3 separate regions of the Mus musculus genome follow, and regions 1 and 3 are each linked to region 2. A link is a contact called in public ChIA-PET and HiChIP or PLAC-seq data. All regions are on one chromosome and are shown on one strand. Each heading gives the region's core, a stretch centred on a gene start, on an enhancer-like site or on the middle of the called end of the contact. The rest is flanking DNA. Distances are from core to core; before and after follow the strand shown.

Evidence for each region. ChIA-PET counts read pairs in DNA pulled down with a chosen protein or histone mark. HiChIP or PLAC-seq counts read pairs in DNA pulled down with a chosen protein or histone mark.
Region 1: an RNA polymerase II ChIA-PET map of memory CD8 T cells shows a contact between it and region 2, with 26 read pairs. The contact joins two enhancer-like sites. A contact is called at or near these places in 4 of 484 Hi-C or Micro-C datasets (embryonic stem cells and myeloid progenitors), 1 of 115 datasets of contacts at active chromatin or transcription factors (memory CD8 T cells) and 1 of 9 other capture datasets (embryonic stem cells).
Region 3: a contact with region 2 is called in an H3K27ac HiChIP or PLAC-seq map of regulatory T cells, with 2.2 times the contacts expected there. The contact joins two enhancer-like sites. A contact is called at or near these places in 1 of 39 promoter capture datasets (liver) and 5 of 115 datasets of contacts at active chromatin or transcription factors (CD8 T cells, embryonic stem cells, memory CD8 T cells and 2 more).

Annotation. Positions count from the first base shown.
Region 1 is chr2:73,068,687-73,072,121 of GRCm38.p6, forward strand. No RefSeq gene overlaps it. Among named protein-coding and RNA genes, the nearest start is that of Gm39850, 61 kb to the left of the region's middle. Within about 2 kb of position 2,180, at least 20 of the 459 cell types and tissues checked have an H3K27ac peak or open chromatin away from gene starts, as enhancers often do. A contact at or near this core is called in memory CD8 T cells, where this site is marked.
Region 2 is chr2:72,854,912-72,858,283 of GRCm38.p6, forward strand. All of the region lies in intron 1 of Gm39849 (a long non-coding RNA gene), which reads right to left. Among named protein-coding and RNA genes, the nearest start is that of Gm39849, 5.2 kb to the right of the region's middle. Within about 2 kb of position 1,655, at least 41 of the 459 cell types and tissues checked have an H3K27ac peak or open chromatin away from gene starts, as enhancers often do. A contact at or near this core is called in CD8 T cells, memory CD8 T cells and regulatory T cells, where this site is marked.
Region 3 is chr2:72,994,556-72,997,988 of GRCm38.p6, forward strand. No RefSeq gene overlaps it. Among named protein-coding and RNA genes, the nearest start is that of Gm39850, 13 kb to the right of the region's middle. Within about 2 kb of position 1,291, at least 221 of the 459 cell types and tissues checked have an H3K27ac peak or open chromatin away from gene starts, as enhancers often do. A contact at or near this core is called in CD8 T cells, memory CD8 T cells and regulatory T cells, where this site is marked.

The DNA.
Region 1 (3,435 bases), core at 930-3,429, 210 kb after region 2:
GAACACCATGTGAACATCACAGGGATTCTGGGACAACAAGATGGTTAGGCAGGGCATTTTCAGAGTGCCATCCTGGGTACAGGAGCTGACTGATCTGCTCTGTGGTTATGTCAGTCAGGTGGCCTGTAACAGGCTGTTCTCTGCCTTCCTATTCATTTTTATCTCTGCACTGGAATTCTCCTGTCTGGCCTAAGCTAGGAGAGGCTGACCTATGCTGTGCTAGACTCTGATCAGGGTTTACAGTTTGTGCCTCTTTTTATGAGCTCAGCAGAAATATGTTGCCAGCTTATGTTCTTTTATCTAGCATCCTGCACATGAACTGAACCAAGAGAATTTGATAAGCATGAGGGAAATAAATGATTGGATGGATGGATGGATGGATGGATGGATATATGGATGGATGGATAGATGGACTGGATGCATGGATGGATGGATGGATGGATATATGGATGGATGGATAGATGGATGTGTGGATGGGTGGATGGATGGATAGATGACTGGATGGATGGATGGATGGATGGATGGATGATGGATGGATGGATGGAAAATAACAAGGAATCGACACATTTTTGTCCTTAGACATTTCTAACACATTTGACACGCCGTGACTGAAAGAGAGTGAAAACTAACGCTTTCCAGATAATACTTCTCCAGCCAGATGTTCAGAGATGAAACAAAAAGGGGAAGAAGAAAAAAAAAATAACCCTTCACACTGCTTTGCATTCTGTGCCCACATCTCTAGAAGAATAATGTGGCAGTCATGTTCAACATGTATGGTCTGCACTTGGGACGAAGTTAACTGGGATAGAATAAACATAAAAATGATATAGAAATGCCAACAGCATCAAGGGAACAGCAGGTAGAAAAAGTGCCTGGCCAGGACCACACAGTCCAGATATGACAACTGCCACCTATCAGTGTTAGGGAAGTAGGCTCCTAAGGGAGAAGTGAAAAGATGGTCAAGTGCGGTCTGGGACCTTACATCTGTGCAGCTGTCCTCAGTAGCTGTGGGATCTGCATCCATGGCCGCAGTTAGTGGTAAGAAACTAGCTCTGTACTGCACATAGATGGCTTCTCCCTTGTGTGGACCCTACACAGCACAATAGTGTTTGCATAATATTAGACACTAGTAATCTAGAGATGATTTAAAATACACAGGAGGGTAAGTGCAGGGTATATGCAGATTCCTGTCATTTTATCCGAGGGGTCTGAGTACACATGGGTCTTGGTGTCCACAAGGCTCCTTAGAACCAATCCCCATCAGACATAGATAGTCTGTATTTCAGTGACTGTCATGGATATTCTGTTTATCAGAGTGTATATGGCCTTATCATTTTCTACTCTTCTAAATTCATCAGTAGACGGATAACATGTTGACTAACAAGTCTCCTTTACAGGCCAAAATGGCTAGTATGGATGAGAGGACACTATTTTGCCAGAGGGTACAGACCAGCCTAAGAATCTAAGGACTCAGGGCTGGTGAGATGGCTCAGTGGGTAAGAGCACCCGACTGCTCTTCCAAAGGTCCAGAGTTCAAATCCCAGCAACCACATGGTGGCTCACAACCATCTGTAACGAGATCTGACTCCCTCTTCTGGAGTGTCTGAAGACAGCTACAGTGCAATTACATATAATGAATAAATAAATCTTAAAAAAAAAAAAAGAATCTAAGGACTCTTAAGTACTGCCATTTAAATTATAAGCTATTTATTTGTCTCCTTATTTACAATTAGCACCTGGTAATGTGCTGATCTTATGGAGGTCCTTAGGATCTGTTACCATGGTTACCACCAATGTAAATGCTACACTATATAAAAGAAACAATTTAGAAATGGCTGGCTATTAAGCCGAGCCTATTTAACTGGTTTGGGAGATATTTTATTCTGGTGGAGTCCTTGCATTTGGGTCCCACTTCAAAGTCAACGCATTAAGTTTTTGATGGGCTTTAAGATGCTTTCAGAGCCTTGTGCTCGCACAGTAGGGAGCTGAATGTTTTTCAAAAGAGCCCCAAGAAAGTGGTGCCTGGTAGAAAACAAGTGCAATGGGTGGAGAGCCCGGCAATCTCACTTAAAAAGTGTTCAAACCGCCACCAAAAATAGCAACATCTCCTCCCACAAGCCCGCAGGCTCTCACTCCAGGCCCAGAGGTTTCCAGCAGCTGTGCCCAGGCCTTTTGTGCCCAGGCCTCCTGCGCCCATCCTCCAGTGGGGCAGATAGGAATGTGCAGACGAAAGGGTCTCCCACTGTCCTCCTTTCTGTCACCAGACTATAGGCTGTAAGGCCACCCTCTTGACATTCACCTGGCTTCTCAGTAGGCCGTTAGGAAGCCATTTGCAGAACTATTTGACTATGGACCACAAAATGATTCCGTTGGTAGGATGGGTGACTGGCATTTTCAGATGTGACCACGCCACCTCTCTCTCGGTGTGTTTCTCCACGTAAGCAAGAAGAAGCGCAGTGAGCACTGCTAGGGGCGGGAGACAAAGCAAACCCTCGCCCCTGGCTTCTGTCACCCAAACCCAAGTCCTCGGAGGAATTCAGGAAAAAGAGTTTGAGGAGGAAAGGAAAGGAGAGATGAAAGAAGGTGAGGGAAGCAGGGAAGGGGAGGGAGGGTCAGGAAGTGGGGAGGACAGGAGTGGAGGCTGTGGTTCAGCAGAGCCTCAGGCTGGCCTCTAAGGCAAATGCCAGGGAGATGGGGAAAGAGTCAGCAAGGTCACCTAGACCAGGGTTGCAATGTAAGGTCAGGCCGGATGGGTGACACTGGCCTGAGGGAGAGCAAGCAGTATGGCCTGGGTCTGGAGAGGGGGTTATTCACCCAAAGCCAGACCCCCCTTGGACTTGAATAGATTTCAAGAGGCAAGCCAGGGTCCCAGACCTGGCAAGAGTCATGGGCAGGGATTTGGGGGCATCTGATTAGTACCTATATGTGCTGAAAGGGAGAATAGGAGGGGATCCCAGAAGTTGGGCATAACCGTGGGGTAGATGAGAAAATTCTCCTTAACAAGGAGCTGCCTATGGTCTATCCCCCATTAGTCTGTTGAAAGGCACTTCCAATCAAATATTAGTTTCTCGTAGATTTCAGTCTCTGGGCAGGGATTTGCGTTCATGTCATGTTTGGGAAATGCTTATTTTAGAAAGTCGCCCAAAGTTCTTTATTGTAGGATTTCTCAGAAATTTAATATTTGAAAATATTCCATTCCGCGTCTTCAAGACAGGCGTTCAGTAGATCACTGGTGTGCTGGCAAATGATTAATAACCAACTTGAGAATTAAATCAAGGCTTAAAAGACTTGATTTATAGTGTCGCAACTCCCATGTTGTAAACCGAGAAGTCATTCCAGTTTCAGAGTGTCCCTCAGGGCTGCAGAGGACTTTGTTATTCTGTCAATCTGTGATGCCAGTCCCAGGCTGACATCCTAACAAGCAGGAATGATCCA
Region 2 (3,372 bases), core at 405-2,904:
GCTTGCAATCCTTACTCTCAGGAGGCTGAAGCAGGAAGATTGCTAGTTAGAGGCTAGCTTAGCTACACAGTGAGACCCTGTATCAGATGTAAATAACCAAACAAACAAACGAATAAGTAAATAAATAAACAAACTAGAGCTGTTATGATGTTACCCAGTGTATTTCACTAAAGCTCTGACTGAGATGGTGATGGCCCAGCTCATGCTCTGGAAACCTTTCTCAGTGGGAAGCATCCCGAGAGAACCCCGAGTCGTGCCTGGTATTGGCTTTTGACTGGGTGCTCTGAATCAAGATACTAAGAAGTCTACTGCTCTATATAGGGAGTATTTCCCCTGGCCCCTCCCTACAATTTGTTAAAACTTAAAAAAAAAAAATCCTACACAGATCAGCTCAGAGATGTCCTCTGTGAGTAACCAAGCTCTCTGTATCCAAGACGCTGGCTGCTCCAGCTAGAACTCTTGAGTCAAAAAGAAAAGAGAGATAAGAACCAGCTAGGTGGGTTTCTGTGAGTAAAGGTGCCCACTGAGCATGCCCAGCAACGTGACTGCAATGCCCGGAACCCACATAAAAGAGGGAGGAGACCAAGTTATCTTCAGACACGTGCCATCTCAGACACACACACACACACACACACACACACACTTTTTTTAAAAAAGAAAGAAAGAAAAGAAAAATAGAGATAACACTTTCAAAATTCATGATAATAGAATGCCTCCTATAAGTTTTCTGTGCAGTAAAGCTTAATTCAAAGAAACGCCCCCACATTTTGATGTTTAGCCAAACCGCCTCAGGCTTTACAATGGGCCAGAAATATGACAGCCCCGGCTCCCTTCCAAGATCCTCATCTCCCCTCTGGCATCAAAAAGAAAGGGCTCCCTCTGCACCATTCCTCCCTCACTGTTCTCCCCCCACCCCCAGCCCCAGCCCAGACTTTCTTGTGGTATTTCAAAATATTTCCTTATGAACATCAGTAAAACCTGAACAATAGCGGCTACGGAAAAATGGAGTGTTGTTCTCGAGCAATTCAAAACCTAAAAATAAGTTAACGCCTGTGTGTTTGGGTTGAGTTTTGGAAGCAAGCCCAAATGGCTTTCTTTATACCTGTACCTTTGCCTATCCCTGTACGAGAAAGAGCCACCTTTCCCTCTGCAGAAATGGTGTTATTGTTCCGTGAGTTGTAAGCTTTGCAGGTCTTATGGGCGAGCTTGCCCCCAAGGGCAAGACCCGTGCCTGGGTGATGGGTCACTGAGAACAAAGGAAGCAAAACTAAACAAGGACACTGGGTAGCTATGGTGACGAGCTGGGCACCAGTCTCTCTCCAAAGCCAAGGACATTCGAAAGACAAGAACCGCCCAAGGGAACTATCAGGCTGTCAGTGACTGGACAACTGTAGTATGGCCCATGGGCAATGGTGGAGCGGGTCGGCACCAGTACTGCGCTTAGCTGCTTTGAGTTGGCTTTGCAGCTCAGCTCTTCTGCTTCATAGCAAGGTGGTCCTGGTTAACTAAACTGACTTCCCTTGGCCTCAGTTTTACAGCCCCTGAGGGAACACACAGCTTACTTTAACCAGGGACTTTCCGCAAGCGAGGCCCTGTTCTAAGAGTACTATGCCAGCTCTTCCAAACAACAATGTAGGAGCTACTGCAGCCTCCACTGTAGCCTCCACTGTAGGGAGGGGCTCAGGAAATGTCACTCATGTGGCTCTCCTGTGGTGGAGCTCAGACACAAGCCAGGTAACACATCAGACCCTGCTTATATGGCTATTCTGCCCCTTTGGGGTTGAGACCTGTGTACTACAATAGGTAGGACGCATGGCCTATTAACCTAAAATTGAAACAGGCATGAACGAACCCAGAATTAGGTATCCAAGACCATTTTTTTGTTGCTATAGTAGTTTTTTGTTGGTAGTGGTTGTTTTGTTTTGTTTTGTTCTTTTGAGACAGGGTCTCTTTATTATACAGCCCTGACTGTCCTGAAACTCACTATATAGACCCAAACTCATAGAGATCTACCTGCTGAGTGAGAGGATTCAAAGCATCCACAACCATGACCAGCTAGTTTTGCTTCTTATTGTTATGTTTTGAAAGAGGGTCATATGCTAACTGGCCTCAAACTTGCAATGATCTTTCTGTCTTTGTCTTCTGCGTGCTTGGACTATGTGTCTATGCTATAATCCCCAGATACAAAATTCCTTATTGATTAACTAAAGTGGGTTCTACAGGCCACGTGTCCTAGTTGGAATTGGGGCCTTGCCTTGTGGGATTTAATTGGGCTGCTTACAATTTCAGAGGTTTAGTCCATTATCAAGGTGGGAGCATGGCAGCATCCAGACAGGTATGGTGCAGGAAGAACTGAGAGTTCTACATCAGCTGAAGGCCACTTGAAGAAAACTGGCTCCTACATGGCTAGGAGGAGCGTCTCATACCCACCCACGCAGTGACACACTTCCACCAACAAAGCCACACACCTCCTAATAGTGCCACGCCCTGGGTCAAGCATAAGTCAAACCATCACAGTTTCTACAGGAAGATAGATTGCTTGGTTGGCTGGAAAAAAAATAAATTCATAAAACCTATTACATATTGAGATGAGAGAAAAAGGTTGGTGTGAACAGATCAAGCACAGGAGGAAATGACTTAATCTTGAGACTTTATAACCGTAAGACACCGAGTCGCCTGCCCAATAAGACCAAATATGGGATTCTTGTTGTTGCTGATTTTGATTGATTGGGGGAAGAGGGTAGTTTGGGGTTCTGTAGTGTTGGGGATCAAACCCCGGGGCCTTGTGCATGCTGGGAAACATTCTCCTGCTGAGTGGCTCATCCAGCCAAGCATAGGTTTTACAACTGAATGTTTTATAACTTGACAAATGCTTCTAATTAGGACAAAAACACTGCGTGGTGAATACAAAACCCATAGCATTGCTTAGTTATTGTCAAGGACTGTGGACTGCACAGGATCAATGTGTTCTGCTCCCCAAGGCTGGCACCATAGAAGATTTGCTGATAACAGGTTCACCACAAACACGAGTACCCAGTTTCACTCTGACCTTGGTACAGATACTGTGTCACCAAGCAATAGGACGTTTTTTTCAGATCACTATAATCCTATGGAACCACTCTGTTATATGCAGTCTGTGGCTGACTGGCATGCCATTCTTCACTGAAGGAATGTATGCCAAAGTTATGGATTCCAACTTCCAAAATGCAGATAGAGAAAAGAGCTAAGTTAGATAAAATACAAAACCTGCTGTGCTTCTGAAGTGCACATTTTATTTAACCAACACCAGGCATTTGAGACTGACCTACGGTGATTTTAAATAGTTTCACATTTGTAAAAAGTCTGTAGTGGGAAGGAAACATAAAAGAAATC
Region 3 (3,433 bases), core at 41-2,540, 140 kb after region 2:
AAGACATAGAACTGGCAAGATGGTTCAGTGGAGAAAGGTACTTGTTGCTAAGACTAATGAGCTAAGCCCTCCTCCCCCCCGAACCCCAGCATGGTGGAAGAAGTGAAGGACACACACACACATAGATTAGTTTTTTCTTTTTTCTTTTTTTAAAAAGAATTTGTTTATTATATGTAAGTACATTGTAGCTGTCTTTAGAAGAGGGTGTCATATGTCACTACGGATGGTCATGAGCCACAATGTGGTTGCTGGGATTTGAATTCAGGACCTCCTGAAGAGCAGTCAGTGCTCTTACCGGCTGAGCCATCTCACCAGGCCCCAGATTAGTTTTTTCTAATGTAATAAAAAATGTTGAAGCTGGGCGTGGTGGCACACGCCTTTAATCCCAGCACTCGGGAGGCAGAGGCAGGCGGATTTCTGAGTTCGAGGCCAGCCTGGTCTACAAAGTGAGTTCCAGGACAGCCAGAGCTATACAGAGAAACCCTGTCTCGGAAAAAAAAAAAATGTTGAGCCTGGCAGTGGTGGTGCACGCCTTTAATCCCAGCACTCGGGAGGCAGAGGCAGGTGGATTTCTGAGTTCAAGGCCAGCCTGGTCTACAGAGTGAGTTCTAGGATAGCCAGGGCTACACAGAGAAACCCTGTCTTAAAAAAAAATGTTGAAATCTACTGTCTTGGCAATCTTCAAGTAAGCAGTCCTTGTTATTAATAAGTCACCGTACTGTACAGTGAGCCTTAACTTAACCCATCTAATCAATCTAATCGAGACTTTGTACACTTTAGCCAGTGTCTCCCCTCCTCTTCCTGCCTCAGCCCCTAATAACCAGCATTCTTCCCTTTCTATTTGACCAGCATCCTCACTTACATGTGAGATCACACAGTAGTTCTCTTTCTATGCCTGACTTGTGTCACTTAGTACATTGTCCTAGAAGTGGGTCTAATTCTAAAGCAACAAATTAGAAACACTCTAACATTCCTCCAGGAACCCCAGGTTGCACCCCTGACCGACTGCAGAAGGCCCCGGCCCAGATCTGGCTCGGTAAAACTGCATTACAGACATATTTCCTTGAGCATGTCAGCTGCCTTCATTCCCTTGCCGGGGACCTCAAGTTGCCATCCACTTTCAATATTAATGCAGCATGCAAGGGGAACAGGAGGATTGCAGCCCAGGCTGAAGCTGGGCTCCAGGCCAGCATACAGAATGCGTCTGGGCATGTCTGAGGGACTTGCCAGAAGTCTCTCTGCAGGAGGGATGGAGGAGGCTCACAGAAAATAACATCCTGAGGCAGTGGGTGTGGGGACTCAGTTTTCAGAGTCACCAGGGAAACTTTGAAAAACAATGGCTTCCTGCACAAGTATGTCCCTCCTTTTCGAAAGCCCTCACTCTCATGTTCTCTCACTCTCTGTCTCCTGGTCCCTGTCCACCCAGAGGTGCACAGGAGCCAATGACACCACTTCAGCGTCAGACTCAGCCCTTGGACTAGCTGTACACATTAGACCTCACAGGCGTGTTAAACGTTCAGAGCAAATAAGCTCCAAGACTCTAGGGTTGAGCCTGCTCGGTGAACGCTTTCATACTTTAGGGGCTGCCTGCTGTCAGGGCTTCTTAATAATGACCACAGACCCTGGGCAGTTCAAGAACAGGCCCAGGGATCTATGAATCCCTGGAACAACACACAGCTTACTGAGGGTGTGTGTCTCCTTTTCTGTGAGTTTCCTCAGGTTATAAGGAGAGTGTGACAATTAACAATGACTGCCCTGGTGGCTGCCAAAAAAAAACATTAGTGAATAGATTTTTGTAAGATCATGTAAATGTTTCTATGGCAGGAATTAGCCAGATAATAATGCTGCCCTTCCCGTGAATATGATTTTTACCTTAACCTGCCAAGACAACAGTTACATGAGAAATATGGATTCCCCACCCCCACCACACACTCCAAGCCTGATTCCAAAGCTTCTGCCTCCTCCCCAGCCAAAACCCAGTGTCTCCTTCCTGAAATCACTGCAATCCTTGGGACACCTCACCTTTCCCTAATGCTTTCGCTAGGAATATGCATATCATATCTCTCCTAATTATAGCCTCTGAGGGGAGGAGGAAGTCTGTCTTGTCCGTCTTCTTTCTACCTCAGTTTCCAATATAACACATTTACCTCATTATCAGATGAGAGAACTGATTAATTATAAATCATTTAGACTTGCTAGGCCTTTCTACTTTCTATGAAAACAACTAACCACATTTCCTTGCCCACGCTGCACTTAAAATACACTCCTTATAACGGATGGTGGTCTGCTCTATTAATTTACCTGGTTAGGAAATACTAGGCAGGTACTATCACCCACTGTTTTCCTCTCTTTTCTTTTTACTTGGTTGTGAACGTAGGTATATAAACCATCATGCCTTTTGTGAGGGACACAGAGCACCAAGCATGTTGTGTCCTGGTGCAGATGTGTACGTCTCGCAGCATGGACACACCTCAGGGAAATGTCTCATAAAGCACAGACCAAGCTGGGACAGAGGTTGGGAGGGACTAAAATACAGCTATTAATATAGGAGCTTCGTGAAAGAGTCCGCCCATCGGATTATGGGAGCTCTGTTCTGAAAGAGAAAGAGAAGCCTGAACCTGCCTGTAGGAGAGAGAGCAAACAGGAAGACGGCCCAGCCTCAGAGGTGGGTGTGGCCTGGCAGCAGTACAAGAGCTTTGGAGTTGGCTCCATGCGGGCTAGATAGGCAAGAGGTGCCAGGTGCTGGTTTTAGGTTCTGTTTTGTTTTAAGTCTGTCTTCTCATTTGGTCTTTTTCAGATTTGTGTAGGAAATTTCTGACTCTAGTCATTATACGTAACTTTACATTAGTGATATTGATTTAGGAGCTGCTTTCCTGGTTGCCAGAGACTCCCAGAGAAACCTGGCACCTTTCTCCTCTCTCTCTCTCTCTCTCTCCCTCTCTCTCTCTCTCTCTCTCTCTCTCTCTCTCTCTCTCTCTCTCTCTCTCTCTCTTTTTGGTTTTTCGAGACAGGGTTTCTCTGTGTATCCCTGGCTGTCCTGGAACTCACTCTGTAGACCAGGCTGACCTCGAGCTTAGAGATCCCCCTGCCTCTGCCTCCCAAGTGCTGGGATTAAAGGCGTGCACCACCACTGCTTGCTACCATTGGGAAAGTCTTTAAGACAGAGACCAGGAAAGTTCGTGCGGGTCTAGTTTAAAGCCACTTAAATCTCAGTTGAGGAAACAGCCAAGCAATGCCAAGGGGCTTGCCAGTGTCACACAAGAGGCCTAGAAGTATCCTTTGTTCCCTTCTTCTCAGTCTACTGTGTTTCTATCATACTAAACCCCCAAACAGGCACAATACACTGTGTGGGATGTAACTGGTGGAAAGAGCCAAAGGTGTGGCAGGGCAGAGAGGCAGTGCTTGAAAATAACAACAGAAGGGCCAAATATCC